Linked DNA regions of Sus scrofa: region 1 is linked to region 2. Evidence: chromatin contacts called from public HiChIP or PLAC-seq data. All regions are on one chromosome and are shown on one strand. Each heading gives the region's core, a stretch centred on a gene start, on an enhancer-like site or on the middle of the called end of the contact. The rest is flanking DNA. Distances are from core to core; before and after follow the strand shown. Region 1 overlaps TNIK (TRAF2 and NCK-interacting protein kinase). Region 2 overlaps TNIK (TRAF2 and NCK-interacting protein kinase).

What was found. HiChIP or PLAC-seq counts read pairs in DNA pulled down with a chosen protein or histone mark.
Region 1: an H3K27ac HiChIP or PLAC-seq map of skeletal muscle shows a contact between it and region 2. The contact joins two enhancer-like sites. A contact is called at or near these places in 2 of 2 datasets of contacts at active chromatin or transcription factors (alveolar macrophages and skeletal muscle).

What each region holds. Positions count from the first base shown.
Region 1 is chr13:110,023,773-110,026,472 of Sscrofa11.1, reverse strand. The region is part of intron 1 of TNIK (TRAF2 and NCK-interacting protein kinase); the gene reads left to right. Among named protein-coding and RNA genes, the nearest start is that of TNIK, 27 kb to the left of the region's middle. Within about 2 kb of position 1,397, at least 5 of the 83 cell types and tissues checked have an H3K27ac peak or open chromatin away from gene starts, as enhancers often do. A contact at or near this core is called in skeletal muscle, where this site is marked.
Region 2 is chr13:109,744,914-109,747,613 of Sscrofa11.1, reverse strand. All of the region lies in intron 10 of TNIK (TRAF2 and NCK-interacting protein kinase), which reads left to right. Among named protein-coding and RNA genes, the nearest start is that of SLC2A2, 130 kb to the right of the region's middle. Within about 2 kb of position 1,278, at least 1 of the 83 cell types and tissues checked has an H3K27ac peak or open chromatin away from gene starts, as enhancers often do. A contact at or near this core is called in skeletal muscle, where this site is marked.

The DNA.
Region 1 (2,700 bases), core at 148-2,647, 280 kb before region 2:
CACTGTGCCACAACGAGAACTCCTGTTCCAGTCTTAAGGAGGCCATCCTCTCTTGCAGTTCTACATTTTGAAGACATTATGAAGGTGCAGTCTAAAATTTTTATATGTTATAAGCTTTGTGTGTTTCCTTTTGAGCTATCAGGACATCATAATGCAGACTGGAAGTGGACTAATGTCCCAGATCTATGAGACTAATGTTCAGGTATCATAGATCTGTTATTATAGTTGGATTGCTGTTCATACATTCTCAAAAGAGGTGATGAACCAATCCTGGGATTTGCCAAAAATCAAGGTGGAAATTGCCAGCCTGGGTGCAGCTTCCCAGTGGGTGACTTTAGTGAACTCGAAGGTCATTCTGCATGGATTTGAATTCTGTGTACGATATACTTAATTTCTCCGTGACTCAGTTTTCTTATCTGTAAAAATGGGAATAATGACTTTACCTATCCATTGTATTCGATATTATAATTAACCTAGAGGTGAGTTAAAGTATTCTCGAGGATTATAGGTAATTTATATGTAAATGCTATGCCATTTTATATAAGGAATTTGAGCGTACACAGATTGTGGTGTCCAAGGGCAGGGTGGGTTGGCCTGCCTGGAACTAATCCCCTCTCAGGTACTTAGGGTCGACTGTACAGGGTACAGCAGAGGAGCCAGAGGAGAGAACCAGAGAAGGGACTGTGTGAACAGTGGTGTGGAGGTGACATTGGGTAAGGCTTGTTTGAGGGGTGGAGAGGCCATCTGAAAGGAGAAAGTGGTTTTTGTTGGACTTTTGTAGGGAATAAATTTGGACAGATCAGCAGAGCCTGGATTTTTAAGAGTCTTTAATATTTAGTTAAAGGGTTATATATACTTTGGCTAGTCAAGGGGATAGGTGGAGAATATCAGAATTTCAAAGGGTAAAGTGTATCTAGAAGAAAGGTTTCTTTTACAAGAAAAGCAAAGATAACCAAATTCAGGACCAGCTTATATACTCTTGTGTTCCCCCCTCCACCCTCCCTGTTTCTCTTTCCTTTCTCTCTTCCTCTCAACTTCTGAAGGCAGGTGTGGAGCCAATAAATAATCATTTATCAGATGAGCAACAGCATCAAAATAGCGTTTAACAAAATTAAGTTGGTGGCAATGTAAAATGAATTGAAGATGGGAGACGGAAGGCACTTGTAGAAATTCTAGGCTTAGGCAATGAAAGTTTTTATGCTGGAATTGTTAGATCCTTACGTGGGGGAGTTAAGATAAAGCAGCTTGTTTTGTGGAGGACACTAAGGTGACTGGTTTAGGCCTGGGGAACCTGATTGGGGAGCTTGATTTCTCTCAGGAATGTGAGTTCCTGGCTGTGAATACAGAGCTGGAGTTTGGGAGACAGGTGAAAACTAAATATAGAGATATGAGGATGGACGAATGGATGGGTTGATTTACTTATCCAGTCAGCAGTGTTCCAGGCACGGAGCTGGAACTGTCAGAATGGAGGAAACAGTCGGAATGGCTGTAAGCATAAAGTCTTGGTTGTGTGTGGCTTCAGAGGATCAGGGAGAAGTCAGAGGCTGTGACATCTGAGAGAAGGAAAAGGTGGAGACAGTGAAAGAGAAAGAGGAGAATGTGGAAGGAAGATCATAGCTGAAACCCCAAAACCTGCAGAACGCGTCTCAGGACTTAGTAAAGTATAGGTTCTTCTCTCTTACTACAGAAAGAATTCGGAGAGAGACAGAGTGACAGGTAGGGAAAGAGTTTGTTAATGTAAGGCTCTTGTGAGAAATATAAGCAGGCGGGCAAGAGAGCACCACAGCCTGGGAACTTAGAGGGTTATGGTTATATAATCAAAAGAAGAATGGGGAGGTGGGGCAGACCACCTTCTTCCTCATTCTTGAGTAGACTTCCATCATCAGTGCCTCCCCCAGTTTGGCAGGGGAGTTTTCTTGTCCCTACATGGTCAAGCTGAGACTGTCATGGTACAATGGATATGAGCAAAAGGCAGTAATGTATTAAATATGCTCAATCCTCTCAGGTTTCAGTATGATGTTACCTTTTCCTATACTTTTGTTTTTGGTGTGTGCAGAAGAACATGTCTTAGGAGTCATTAACTTACTAACTGGGCAAGATGTGGGTCTCAGTCAACCATTGGTTTATTGTTATGGGGCATGTCTCATGCTTCTGTTCCATGGTTTGTTGATAAGCAAATTTGCTTGGTTTTGTTGTTAAGCAAGCTTGCTTCCTTGAGTAATCATTAATTTACAGGGTTCTCCCATATTTTTTTTCCCCTCCTTATAATCCCCTAGTGGGAATAACTGTGTTTTTTTTTGTTTGTTTTTTTTTTGTTTTGTTTTGTTTTTTTGTTTTTTTTGCTATTTCTCTGGGCCGCTTCCGCGGCATATGGAGGTTCCCAGGCTAGGGGTCTAATCGGAGCTGTAGCCGCTGGCCTACGCCAGAGCCACAGCAACTCAGGATCTGAGCCGCGTCTGCAACCTACACCACAGCTCACGGCAACGCCAGATCGTTAACCCACTGAGCAAGGGCAGGGACCGAACCCGCAACCTCATGGTTCCTAGTCGGATTCGTTAACCACTGCACCATGACGGGAACTCCGGAATAACTGTTTATCACCTACTTAGGCCCTTGACTCTGTCCCTACCACAGTCATCACAGTAAAGCAGAATACAAAGCTTTTCCATTGAGGTGAGAATCTGAGGAAGAAGGGATTTG
Region 2 (2,700 bases), core at 29-2,528:
GCGACCTACACCCCAGCTCATGGCAACACCAGATCCTTAACCAGCTGAGCAAGGTCAGGGATCCAACTCGCAACCTCATGGTTCCTAGTCAGATTCGTTTCCACTATGCCACTACTGGAACTCTGTAGGACTGCATTATTCTTTATGGTGAAGGGCTGCCTCTGGGATCACAGCCTGTGGATATCAGCGGAGGGAAGCTGCTGAGATGAAATCTGTCAGTAAAGAATAGAACTGTGAGAAATAGTCCCTTTTCCAGGCACTGAACAAAGTCATGTTGAGTGATACTATGAAGTGGTTTGGTATGACAAGTGATTTTCTTAATTCGAATGAATATTCATGTTTCAAAGACAAAAAAAAAATCTACAGAAGACAGGCAGCCTTAAAAAAGAACCCATCTAGTTGACATTTTTCAGTCCTGGCACTCTTCAACATTTAAGTTTTTGTGTTCTGAGGCTCATTCTAATTTAGTTATTTGGAAGTCAAAATGACTTTTCTTATAGTCACAGTGATATAAAAGAGGTTGCCAGGCTTGCTATTTGGAACATCGCATTTTGAACTGGAAGATTACTTAATGCACTTGTTTAATGAAAATGCACTTTTACAGATTCAAAAACTCTGTTATGGCTGTAGCTGTTATACCACACTGCCTTTTCTGTCTTTCTTTCTTTTTTTCTTTTTATGGCCATACCTGCGGCACATGTAAGTTCCCAAGGCTGGGGTCAAATCGGAGTCACAACTGAGGCCTACGCCACAGCCGCAGTAACGCCAGATCTGATGTGTGTCAGCAACCTACACCATAGCTCACAGCAATGCCAGATCCTTAATCTACCGAGCAAGCCCAAGGATCAAACCTACATCCTCACAGAGAGAATGTGGGGTTCTTAACCCTCTGAGCCACAAGACCTCCCCACGGTGCCTTCTTACCACGTCATTGGAAAGGACCAATGAGTCCAAACTCAGGGTCCTGGGACTGTGTCCTAGTTGGTTGAATAGAGATTCAACCCTCCTTTTATTTGATTTTCCCTTTCTCTTTGCCTCTGCAGTTAATATCTGTGATGACCTGGCAGGGTATAAGCAGAGTCCTAGGGATGGGGCAGTGTGAGCAGTGTAGGAGTCAAGACTGGGCAGAGGTAAGATCAGCAGAGGCTAAGGGAAAAGGAAGCTTCAGTGAAGCTCCAAATTTCTCCTTTGCTGCCAGCCTCGGGGACTTAGGAAAACATGTGAGCAGATTGCCCTGAGGAGCAGGAGGTTACGAGGCAAAGCCAAAAGTGAGGCCCATTGCCAGTTATTAGTGGGTGGAGAGGGATGAGGTGTCAATCAGAAGCAAAGGGCTGGGAGGGCAGCCCGGGCTGGAGGAACTGGGCTTGGAGAGAAATGGATGCGTCAAGGTCAGACAGGGCCAGGACTCGTTTTTCAACTGCTATTTATTAATAGTGGTCTTAGGCCACTCCAAGAAGTCAAAATTTTAGAAGGAATAGTTTAGGGCAGTGTATCAGACATGCAGCCATTAAAGGTCAACTTCTCAAAAAAAGAAATTTTATTTTTCTGAAGGTATCAAGAGTTAGTTGTGTTCATTCTCTTGTTTTCAGACTCAAATTCTGAGTTCAAATTCTCCTTCTACCCCTTAATGGTTATGTGAACTTCATCCCAGCTTTCTCATCTTTATAATCTTTATACCAGGAATTGGAGGTATAATAATTAGTATTGTCTGGCATTGTTACAAAGATTAAATGCATGGAAAATGCTTAATACAATGTCTGGCACATACATGTACTCAATAAATATAAGCTATTCTTATTTAGACAATTCTTTACTGACCTATAATTTTTCAGTACTATTCACGGTTACTTTCTGAGATCCTGTGACCTCTACTTCTGACATGTAAGAATGGGTAAAGCTTGAGCCTTGGGTCATTTTCATATTTAGGGCACACTCCGGAATGTGGCTCAGAACTTATCATCCCATGAAAATAGACCATTTTTAATGTATTCCTTCTCTGCAGAATAGAAGAGTAAGATTCTCAGTAGTAGGTATACTCAAGAGTTGCATGGTGATTTCAGGAACCTAATTCTGTTTAGACTTAGCCCTCCTTTTTGTTCGCTCCCCAAGAAAAAGTATTATTCAAGTGAGACTTCATTCCAGTTGCTTCATTTGATTAAATGTCTTAATTTGCTCCTTCTTATACTTTTTCACTCTCTTCATAGCTCTAAGACCAGCTTTTGGTAGAATCAAAAAAATTTTAATGTGTACTGCTTTATGATTCTTTTAACCTGATATTATTTTTTTCCTTAAGATATGTTGATGAATGTTAATTTAAGCCAGTAATATAAAAGCAATCATGCTGGATTCTGGTGAAGTATTACAGTTGAGAAGCCTGACCAATGAAAGTTTTACCCTAGAGAGTAGAAATAATTAGATTAATTGTGTGCTTTTCCTTGCTATAATTCCCTTTAATAGGTAAAATTTCTGCACTTTACTTTGAACTCTCTGTTGATTCATTTCAGGAAAGTTTGGAATATTAAATTTTCAAAGTGGAATATTAAAATACTTTATGAAGTTTCCTTACATTTTGGGTGAAATTATACTTTAAAAAATAAGTAGCCTCTAAACTTCACACATATCTAAATAGACGAAACTAATTTTTATGTGATTTTTTAAAATACACTTGAAATCATCATGCTTTGGGAGTTTCCATCTTGG